Regions from separate parts of the Triticum aestivum genome. Here region 2 is linked to region 1. A link is a contact called in public Hi-C data. All regions are on one chromosome and are shown on one strand. The core of a region is the stretch at or near the end of the contact, and the rest is flanking DNA. Distances in the headings are between cores, read along the strand shown.

Region 1 (5,847 bases), core at 873-3,372:
ACTAAAGGCTTTGTTGTTGTTGTTGGTATATACACACCAATACATTAAACTGAACACAAACTCACAAATATATGACATAGTAATTTATGATGTAAAATAGAGATGGTAAGAGGTGTAAACCAGACAAGAGGTTTCAATTCACTGGATTATGATGAACTACTATCATTCATTACTTGATGATGCTGAATTATCAGAGGAGTCAGGGCTAGGGAATCAAGGGAGCAGACCTGGACTGCAAGCAGACCGAGAAAGCACGGTTTGTCAAAGAGGTGGGCCAGAGTCAAATGCTTCAGATCATCCTGTCCAAGTTAGAGAAATAAGCAACTCTGAACTCCATTCAAAACATACTTTTAAAATAGTAAAGCAGATGACAAACTACACATAATCAGTGAATCACCGTTATTGTGTAGAGCTGGTATAGCACGTCATTCATGCCCCCAGTCTCCTCATTGAGCGATGCCCAGTGCCTCTCGATGCTGTATTTCTGAATGACATTCTTCACCCGGTCACTGAAGTAGTTAGCCATCTCCACAACCATCTCAAGGGCCTTGGAGTTTCCAGCCACTGTATACTGATCAAGAAGCCCTTGCATAATCTACAAACCAAAAAAATTGCAGACGCAGCAAGACAATGCATTAGAGAATCACACAGAATAGAAGTACAGAACACGGGATACGGATCACAGAATCCAGATCACAACTCAACACAATGATTTACATGTTGAAGGAGTAGAGACTAAAACATTTTGTATACCTTGTGAATTGTGTAGTAAGGAGCCCAAACAGTAGTGAGGGCCTCAGCGCGGTCGAAGAACTCCGACGGGAAGGCCGACAGGTACCCTGTGCCCATCTTCTTCTGGCAGTCGTATAGCACGTCGACGACGGACGACATCTTGGCACGGAGGGTGTCATTGTGCGTACTCGCCCACATCTTGGCCGTGGCGCTCAGGTAGTGCCCTGCAATGCAAAGAACAGCGTCAGGCCAAAAGAAGTTCAGTTGAGATGAGCGACTGGCATGTGCGAATGAGCAGGGAAAGATTGTGGCGGCGGCGCACCGACGAAGTGTCCCCGGAGCTCGACGTTGGGCCCCTCCCACCCGCCGTAGGGCGTGCCGGTCGCCGTCAGGCCGGCCTGCGTGCGGAAGCTCCAGACGAGGCGGTCGGCGTCCAGGAGGAGCAGGTACTCCAGGTTGGTCTGCTGGGCCTGCCAGTACACGGTCCCCGGCTGGAGCCGCACGTCGTGCAGCGACGCCTCCGAGAGGAACGGACCCGCGGGGCCGTCCACGGCGGCGGCGCCGCCGCCCCGGAGCTTGCGATAGAGCATCAGCCAGTCGAACGCCTCGCGCGGCGGGGTGCTGCCGCCGCCGCCGCCTAGGAGCCTCCGCGGCATGAGCTCCATCCAGGCGGACTCGTCGGTCGGGGTGAGGTGCTGCTCGTGGTCGTGCCCGTGCCCGTGGCCACGGGCGGCGGGGCCGGCAGGCAGCCGCAGCTGCCCCGCCGCGCGCTCCGCGTGGGTCGCCACCGAATCCGACGACGGGAACGTGTTCGTGCAGACCTTCGCCGCGGCGGCGGTCAAGAGCACCGCCACGACCCCCAACGCCGCCACCGCTGCCGCCACGCCTCGCGCCATTCCCGTCCCCCCCTAAGAATTCACTCACCAGTCACTTCTTAGCCGTCAACGCTCGACTGCCACCGCCCGGCGCATAATATAGGGCAAGGAGAGCCTCCAAGAATCCCCAGACCTTCAATTATAGCCGGAGCAAGGCGAGAGGGTGAAGCAACAGGCTCGCAAGCGACGCGACGGCGACAACGCACTCCGAGAGCTCGGAGAGGATGGCGACCGGTGCGACCACAGAAGGTGGGCGGGTGGCGATCTCGGTCGGCGAAGAACAGGAAGGGGGATTCTTCTTTGGGAAAAATCGCGGCTCTTTTTTGGTTTGCTGCGGTGCGTGCGCGGGGACGGATCGGCGGGGAGGAGACGCAAGAAACGCGCGTCGAGGGGAGGCAGTCTTGCACCCAAAGGGCCGCAACCATGGACGGGAATGGACCGGGTGACGGACGGGACGGCAGCGTCGCTTGCTTACACGTCGGAGCGTTCGTTGGAAAACGATGTGATCTAGTACTAGCCAGTACCTCAGCGTCTGGATCAGCAACGGCGGCCGTTGGCGCGTCCATGTGTACCTCAGCAGCGTCGCGGATCGATGGCGGTACAAGACGGACGGACGGACGGACGCACGCCGCGCCAGGAATCATCATCTATTTCTGTTCTTGGATTTCCAGACTGAGCCCAGACCAGAGTGGCTCCAGCACACGGAAGGAGGAACACTCCACTGCAACTGCCGTTTACCATATTGGATGAGCATCTTTGTTGTGACCTCAGCTCGCCGGAACTAGCCAGTATGGTGGTTGCGCTTAGGATCGATCGACACACGATACAGCCGGGACGGCATCCGCACCGCGATTTCTGTTCTCGAATTTCCAACTCAGCAGGCATGAACCAAACTTAGGTTCGGAATAGACCTAAGGGCATTTCTAGCCCATCCCCGTAATTCAATTACCCGTCCTATCCCACCCTTCAATTCCCATTTTTGCACACAGGCTTCGTCTCAACATATATTGCCACAACCATGTTAATTCAAAACTTGAGAATTCAAGTACACACACTTCAAGTACATATCAAAATTTAAGGTTTTTAAACTTAACCATTGAGATTGAAACACAACATGCGGTCCAAATGAACTAACAATCCAACTAAAACATGGTAAAAACACTAGAATCAAGTGCTATGAAGTGCCAACGGTGCTCAACAAGATCTTCTTAAAGTTGCTTGTGAGCTTTTTGATCCTTCGGTGAGCTTAAAGGAATGCATGGGTACTATTTCGGCGACGTTTTGACTCCACCATGACACCATTGTAGAGGAACCGTAAGTTTTCCGGGTCATCCCTCTCGTCCTCGATGATCATGTTGTGCAAGATACCACATGTTGTCATGATCCGCCACATGCTATCAGCAATCAAGTTAGTGTCTCTCCTAGTGTTTGTGCAACACGAGTGTCGGTACAAAAGCCGGCAGACCTCAGGTAGGGGGTCCGCCACATGCTATCAGCAATCAAGCCAGTGTCTCTCCTAGGGCGTGTTTGGTTGCCCGCATCGAGCCCAACCAGGCCCGCGCGGGAAGGAAGAGGCATGTTTGCTTGCCTGGTTTCACTGTTGGCCCTGCATCGCACGCTTCTCAAAGCAGCCCACAGCCTGGCTCGCTGGAAACGCTTGGATCGACAGTTTCTCGCGAGTCAGGCTGAGTGCGGCGCGAGGTCGCATGGGCGCGTGCGAGGCGAGGGCGAGAGGGGATGGCGCGAGATGGAAATCTGGCCTCACCCCCTTTCACTCGCTCACCCATAGGCACTACCCCCCTTTCTTCCCTACTGCCTCACCGCCGTCGGCCGCTGCGATTTCAGATCTGCGCTAGAGGGGGCGGCGGCGGCGGAAGAGGCGGCGGAGTTTGCGGCGGATCTGGTACTCCCCTTGCTGTTGGCCACCGTCTAGTCGACCTTGTCTGTGCCATGGCCCCCCCTAAGACGTCCTCGTCTCCGATGCCGGTAAGCAGCACCCCCTCCCCCCTTTGTTAGGTCGGTGGTTAGGCCGTTAGGCTAGGTGTAGGATCGATTACGCACTGGACGAATTGTCGATATCGTCTAGGTTATGGACGCATGGATGAGGCTGATAATTCAGGCAGCAACACTGATTAGTGTGATTCAGGCATGGGTCATGTTCATGCACCAGAGAGTTGTCTGTCGTGCTAGGAGACCTTTGATCCGCTATGGTCCATTGTTTATCCGGGAACATGAGAGGATCCAAAATCTGAACTACATCTACAACTGCAATAACGTCGAGGCTCTGTGGATGCTTCAAATGAAAAGAGCACAATTTGCCAGGCTTGTCGAGACCTTCAGGAGCAGGGGGCTGCTACAAGATAACATCAACACCAGTGTGGAAGAGGAAGTGGCCATGTTTCTCCATGTTGTTAGCCATAACCAGAGGTTCATGGTAATTCACAACACGTTCAAGAGATCAATGGAGACCATCTCTAGGTACTTCAAAAAGGTGTTTTTTGCTATTGGGGAGAGGAGAGATGATCAAGAGACCATCTGGCCAGACTCCACCCAAGATTCGCAGAAGCCCAAGATGGTATCCATACTTTAAGGTGAGCATTGACAATATACACTTTTCATGACTTGATATGCTTGTAGGAGATTGTTCAAGTTGAGCACCAACACAGGCTTGTGATACCATTTTCAGGATTGCATTGGGGCAATAGATGGTACTCATGTCACTGCCAGAGTTCCTAGGTCACAGTCTGCAGCATACAGGGGGAGGAAGCACTACACAAGCCAGAATGTGCTTGCTGCTGTTGACTTTGATCTGAAGTTCACATATGTGCTGGCTGGCTGGGAGGGGTCAGCGCATGATGCTACATTCTCAGTGACAACATGAGTCGACCTGATGTGATCAACATCCCTGACGACAAGTTCTACCTTGAAGATGCTGGCTATGTATATCGGTCGAGTATTCTTCCACCCTTCAGGAAAACCAGGTACCATCTCAATGAGTTCTCTGGTAGGAACTATCCTAGGACTGCACATGAGCTGTTTAATCTCAGACACTCTAGGCTTAGAGTAACTGTTGAGTGGGCATTTGGAGCTCTGAAGAATAGGTTTAAGATCCTGGATCAGAAGCCATTCCACCCATACTCCACTCAGGTTAAGCTTGTTCTTACTTGTTGCATTCTGCATAAATGGATCCTCCAGTGGGGCTTTGATGAACACGTGCCTGAGGAGGAAGAGGTCGAGCCTGATGATGTTGTTAGCTCCGACCATGGTGTGGAGGCATTTGACAATGACGCTTGGAAGAACAAAAGGTTGGAGTGGGCAGAGGCAATGTGGCTTAACAGATGTAAGTGCAGGATTTGAAGAAGAGGAAGAAGAAGAAGAAGAAGAGGAAGAATAAGAATAAGAATAAGAAGCGACAGCAGCAGCAGAAGAAGAAGCAGAAGCAGAAGAAGAGGAAGAGGAAGAGGAAGATCTGGTAGCAGCAACACCGATGAACTATCCCCTATTTAGCCAATGGCTCTTAATAATTTGAACTGTCATTTGATAGTAGTTAGGATGAACTATCATTTGTTTAACTAGCTGGCACTATGTTCAGATTGTGTGTGGTAAGGTCATCACTAGTTAGAAGTGGTGACAACACCTTATGCAGGTTGCAACCAAACACCATGTCATATGTGCGCCTAATGCAATGCGGGCAACCAAACGCCGGGTCAAAAATGGTTGTCTCATGCAACTAGGTACATGCAGGCAACCAAACTATGTGCATCTGTTTTTTTTTGCTTGCATCCCCTCAAACCGGCTCACTAGAGCCATGCTTGCCAGGCCAGGCTCGATTGGCAATGTAACCAAGCACGCCCCTAGTGTTTGTGCAACACGAGTGTCGGTACAAAAAACCGGCAAACCTCGGGTAGGGGGTCCCGAGCTATGGATTTCAGATCTATGGGTAACAGGAATGAAGGAGACTGTATTTATCCAGGTTTAGGCCCTCTCAAAGAGGTAATACCCTACATGTTGCTTTGCTTGTATTGATGATGATGTATCGAGTACCCGCTGCCCAAGGAGGCAAGATCTCCTCATCTTGGGGCACTCTTGGTCGAGAAGTTGTACGTAGTTCCGGCCAAGGAGCTGAAGGGACCGAAGGGGAAGGGCAACCTGCGCATTCGAGATCCCTCAGAGGCTAGGTCTAAAGACACCCACGCCTCCTCTACCCACGAGGGGGCAAGGAGGAAGAGGAGGTGGAAGA
Region 2 (5,898 bases), core at 2,760-5,259, 360 kb after region 1:
CTTCCGTCTCGTGATCCTTTTGACTTCGGAAGTGCACAACAGCATCTGCCGCACTCGCCGCTAAGTCCATATAAGGATCCTCCGGACCCCACAGCTAGCCAAGCTGAGCGTACTTCGGATCTGTAAACCTCCTGCGCAGCAGAAAGGGCTTGCCAGCCACAATATCTCCGGCCTGGCGCAGCTCCTCCTTTATAGCCCTCATTGCAGAACGGGCATCCTTGGCTTCAGCGGTGGCCTTCCTCAGGTCTTCTTGCTCCACTCGGCGTTCTTTTTCAAGAACCTCATAGCGGTCGGTAACATCTTTCAACTTCACGGCCCTTTCGGCCATCTCCTCCCTGCTTCAGCAGTGAACAGCCCTTTCGGCTTCTAGCTCTTCGGCCGCCCACGAGGCAGCCGCATCACTCCTTCTGGCCTGCTCCTTGGCTCGAGCAAGTTCTGCCCGAAGGCTCTCCACAGCAGCGGCACCATCTGCATTGAGCACACATGTTGTAAGGAGTGGGCTTCGGCTCCCTTACTAGGTGACCACGGAGAAAAAACCTACCTTGTGACTCGTTAAGTCGCTTATTGACCAGCGCGATGTCCGCATCCGCAACGTCGAGTTGCCGCTTTAGTTCGGCAACTCCATCAGTCCGGCTGGCCACCGGACTATCCGCCACCTGCATAGGAAAGGCGAAAATCAATACCTGCGATTTTGATCCTCGGCACGCTGTCGCTCTCGACAACCTACCGAGTCTCAGGGGCTACTATCTATATAGGGCGCACTTTATGTGTAAAACTGTCAAAAGGTATGTTATTTTTACATACCTCAAACCCCGCCAGCAAGCTTTTGACGGCATCATGCAACCCGCCTTCGGCGAACAAAATTCTTCCAATCACCGTACTCATCAATGTACGGTGACCTTCTGAGATAGACGCCCTCTCAAGCAAATCCTTCAGCTCCCCCGGCCGCACACCAGTTGGTGCAGAACTCTCCGGCCCTGCCGGACTCGGGGATACCCTCCGTGATGACACCTCAGGTTCGTCCGCCCTATCCGATGGTGCGGCAGATGGAGGCGTCTCGCTCTCCATCATCTCCGAACGAAGGTCCCCCGAAGACGAGCTCATCTGAGAAGGACGGAGATCCGAACTACAAGGTAAAAACTTCAGTTATCCTCAGAAGCAAAAATAGGGATGTCTCTTATTACAGAACCCCCCTTTTTTCTACTTACGGCTCGCTGGAGGGCTGATTCCTTAGGGGAGATAATGCGGCCGGGGCCTCCCCGGACGCAGGACCCTCTGGTGAAGATCTCTTCCCCCGCTTCGAGGCCTTGGCCTCCGGGTTTTCGGAAGCAGTCCTCTTCTCCCCTTGGAAGGAGGGATTCTCGATTCCCCCTTTCTCAAAAGCCTCCTTGGTAGAGGCGGTAGTGTCCCTGTTCTCCCCTTCGCCTTCCTCTGAAGGCACAACCTTCAGCATTCTGACCAGCACGGGATCCGGCGCGGTCTCCGGGAGGGGGGCCGGACACCGTATCAGTTTCGCTTGCGCTATCCACTCCTATTCAAGAGACGATGGGTTAAAAGGCAAATTCAAGAAGGCGCAAACAAACGGTGTGTCCGGACGAAGGGCCACTTACCTGAGCATCCGGGCGTGATTGCAGCTTAGGCCGGAATCCTCGGTCAATTCCGGACACATATCTTGTGATCCGAAGAACAATTTATACATCTCCACGGGTGTTGTACCCATGAAGTGTTGGAGAGCTCATGGCCCCTCTAGATTGAATTCCCATAGGCGGAGGGGGCGACGCTTGCAGGGCAGAAGACGCCGAATCAGCATAACCTGCATCACCATGACCAGATTGATCTCCCTCTTTTGGAGGTCTCGAATCCGGCCCTGCAATAGGGGTACATCCTTTGACGGCCCCCAGTTGAGCCCTTGGTTGACCCACGACATCAGTCGCTGTGGAGGGCCCGAGCGAAAGATGGGCATCAGCTTCTGCTTGCTGCCCCTAGGAGCGGTAATATAGAACCACTCCTGTTGCCACAAGCCGAGCTCCTCCTGGAAGGAGCCCTTGGGCCATGGAGCATCGGCCCTTCTCCTTACAACCGCCCCGCCGCACTCAGCTTGACGCCCATCGATCATCTTCGGCTCCACGTTGAAGGTCTTGAGCCACAAACCGAAGTGGGGAGTAGTGCGGAGGAAGGCTTCGCAGACGACGATGAATGATGAGATGTGGAGGATAGACTCCGGAGTCAGGTCATGGAATTCCAGCCCATAGTAAAACATGAGCCCTCTCACAAAAGGATCCGTCGGGAAGTCTAAACCCCGACGGAGGTGGGACACGAACACGACGCTCTCGCCGGGCTCGGGAGTAGGAATTACTTGCCCTTTGGCGGGCAACCTATGCGAAATCTCGCAGGTCAGGTACCTGGCTTCTCGCAGCTTTAGCACGTCCTCCTCCGTGACGGAGGAGGGCATCCACCGGCCCTAAAGGTCGGAGCCGGACATTGTTGAAGGTCCGAAGCGCTCGAATCTAGGGCTCTGGGTGTTGGAACTCGGGGCGAGGGGTAGATTCGATTGAGGATTGAAGAAAAGAAACGAGCCTTGGTCTCATTATAAAGAGGGAGAATACCAAGAGCCGTCCCCGTGACCGTTTGGGACTCACCTTCGATAGAGGAGGCGTGGCAACGAGCACGGTTGGGTTACCCACGTCCGTATTGATGGGAATCCCGGAATAAGGGGAACACGATCTCTGCTTCGACAAGATGTGCCAAGGAAACCGCTTCGCTAAACGCGCTGAGGTGGTATAATAAAAAACGATTCAAGTAAAGGCTTGGTGGTGGTGTGACGTCATGCCACAAAATACGTCAGTAGATTGAACTTGTGTACATATTATTCTCTCTACGGTGGAATGTGGAATCTATTTTGCAGAGCCGGACACTATCCTGGTGTTCGCAATCTTCTATAAATTATTCGGAGGAGGAACCCGCCTTGCAATGCCGAACAATATGCGCGCCGGACTCATCGTCATTGAAGCCTGGTTTAGTGGCTACTGAGGGAGTCCTGGACTAGGGGGTGTCCGGATAGCCGGACTATCATCATCGGCCGGACTCCAAGACTATGAAGATACAAGATTGAAGACTTCGTCCCGTGTCCGGATGGAACTTTCCTTGGTGTGGAAGGCAAGCTTGACGATACGGATATGTAGATCTCCTACCATTGTAACCGACTCTGTGTAACCCTAGCCCTCTCCGGTGTCTATATAAACCGGAGGGTTTTAGTCCGTAGGACAAACAACCATTACAACAATCATACCATAGGCTAGCTTCTAGGGTTTAGCCTCCTTGATCTCGTGGTAGATCCACTCTTGTACTACCCATATCATCAATATCAATCAAGCAGGAGTAGGGTTTTACCTCCATCGAGAGGGCCCGAACCTGGGTAACAACATCGTGTCCCTTGTCTCCTGTTACCATCCGCCTAGACGCACAGTTCGGGACCCCCTACCCGAGATCCGCCGGTTTTGACACCGACAACGGGCGATGAGGACATGGGATGAGCGGCACCACCGCTGTCCGGCCGCGGAGACCTGACCGAACAGAACTAGCGGAAGACATGGTGAAGTCGTCGTCGGGGGCGAGGACGATGGGCACGCGACGTCGATGACAGGATGGGGCGTGCGGCGAATAAGGATTTGAAGGGGGAGAATTGGGGATTATAGCTGGCCGTTTTTTTTTTTTGCAAATACGCCCTCCCGCAATAACATAAATCCTCTGCCCACCTACGTGGAGCTCGTGGAATGGTCAAATATGCGGCGTACGAGCAGTCTATGGTGCACAGTAACCATATTTTCACGTCACATCGTACACAGTGATCATATTGCGTGAGTTTCTGTGTACAGTGATCAAAATGACGGCGGGCGCAAGTTGAAGTACCGCTAATGAATTTTACTCAAAGAAAAAAACAAGAACTCGTGTTGTATGCGCACATCATCCGCTCCGCGTACCTTATCCGCCTCGATGTCCTGATCCAAAACCGCGTGCGGGTCCCCGCGGCCGTCGCCCACCGTGTACGATACCTTTCTCCCCGCTCGCGCGCGCCCGACAACGCAACCAAAAAGAACTCGTTCCAAATCTCCGGCCTCCGTCCCACAACCCACACCCGGCGAGAATCCCCACGCCAGCGATCCCCGCGCCGCCTTCCCCGCGGCGCCGCGGATCCAACGAGGTAATTCACGGCGCGTCACCGCGCGCGGGCCTCGCCTCCTCCTCCTCCTCCATCTGCCCCCCTTCCTCGCGACCGCTTCTCTCGCGGCCTCCACCTCTCTCTCTCTCTCTCCCCCTCCCGTGGATCTCGGTCCGGATTGTGCCGATCCCTCCCGCGCACGAGCGGCCCTCCCGTGGTCTCTTGGCGTCCCGCCGCCGTCGTCGCTGGCTCCCGTCCGCCACGGATTAGGCAGGTGCGCTGTCCGAACCGCCCGTCGTGCTTCTTAAGAGACTCGGCGTCTGCCTGGTCGGTTCGGGCATTGCGGCGTTGACAGCCAGCTGGATTCCTGGCTTGGATACTTATTAGATGTGACGCCGTAGAGCGCGCCTGGATTTGCCTGCATTGGGCGTTGTCAGGTGTCTGCCCTGTCGAAGGCCTCGAGTAATTATCTTACAGATCTGCCTCGATTAGGTCCGTTCCTTTGGCGGACATGCTGCTTTTAGTTGATTTGGGTTTGTGTAATGTGGTTGTGGTCCTTGAATCTCAATGTCTAATGGCATGATGCTGCATTGCTCTGGGGGATTCCTTCCATAGTTGTGTTTCTAGTGGGCTATGCATTGTATCCAAAAATTTAAACTAGTGGTCTTGCTTCATTTTATTCTTGCTTTCAGTTAATGCTGGAAACCATTCTCCTGCTTTAATTGTTAAGTTCCTGTTATGTCGTACTTCTCGGAATATGCTGACGTGGACAATTTTTTGAATTTTGTTGGTGCAGGCATTTGCCAGTGTTTGTGGTTGTAATTTGTGGTAAAGTCTGAGTAATCAACTTTAATCAGACATTCTTGAATATGGTATCAGTGAATGTTGGGTTAGTACATTATGTATTGGACCATATATATGGAACTCTCCTTCATCGCACGAAATTAGGAACACCATTTTTCTCAAAGGGATGGGGAGGTACCAAACTTGATTTGTTAGAGAGGATGGTGAAGCAGCTTTTCCCCGAAGCACCTTGCCAGAACTGGCCACCAACTGCTGTGCAGCCTAAATGGAAAACAGTTTGGGAGACAAAGAACTCTTGTCTTCGAGAGGGTGTTTTCCGGACAACATGTGATGAGAGACTCATTGATGCATTGCCTCCTGAGAGCCACAATGCAAGAGTCGCTTTTCTTACACCCAAGGATGTCTCACCAGAGAAGATGGCTTGCGTGGTCCATCTGGCAGGTACAAACTTTGTAACTCGATCTTACTCTATCATGGTGTGCCATTATCATCTAGTTAGATAAATCTTCTTCATCTTTGAATTAATGTTTGGCGGGATCTATAAACCGGTGTATATATTCCTATAGGCCTTTGACATTTAGATATTACTGGTTGAACGGATCAATGGTATTTTATGCCTATGTAGTTTGGTGACATTTAGCTTTGTAAAAAAAAAATATCCGGAAAACGTGAGAGCTTTGCGTGTTGATTCATTTAGCTTTGTCGCCTCATTTCAGACCAGAATCAGTAGGCTTCTAAAATGCAGCAATTCAACTTTCCATCTACTATTTGAATAAAATGGTGAGAGTTTTAGAATTTCTGGTTTCATAATGTAACGTGTTTTCCACTAACAAGCATGATTGTGTTGATGCTATGTTTTTCTTGAAAGTTCTCACTACGATTGTTTTCTTATTACCTGAGATGATCTCCAGTTCTCCCCCCTTTTAACCAGGGAC

Evidence for each region. Hi-C and Micro-C count contacts between places; a contact is called where the count stands out from the background.
Region 2: a contact with region 1 is called in a Hi-C map of leaf, with 5 times the contacts expected there. The contact joins the promoter of LOC123136737 here to the promoter of LOC123136736 in region 1. A contact is called at or near these places in 2 of 5 Hi-C or Micro-C datasets (both in leaf).

The regions. Positions count from the first base shown.
Region 1 is chr6B:233,361,684-233,367,530 of IWGSC CS RefSeq v2.1, forward strand. It overlaps LOC123136736, which reads right to left and starts at 2,123. Exons shown (of 12, transcript XM_044556219.1): 1 at 1,055-2,123; 2 at 754-956; 3 at 398-595; 4 at 228-299. The coding sequence starts at 1,628.
Region 2 is chr6B:233,719,849-233,725,746 of IWGSC CS RefSeq v2.1, forward strand. It overlaps LOC123136737 (protein ABHD18), which reads left to right and starts at 4,010. Exons shown (of 6, transcript XM_044556224.1): 1 at 4,010-4,201; 2 at 4,956-5,404. The coding sequence starts at 5,029.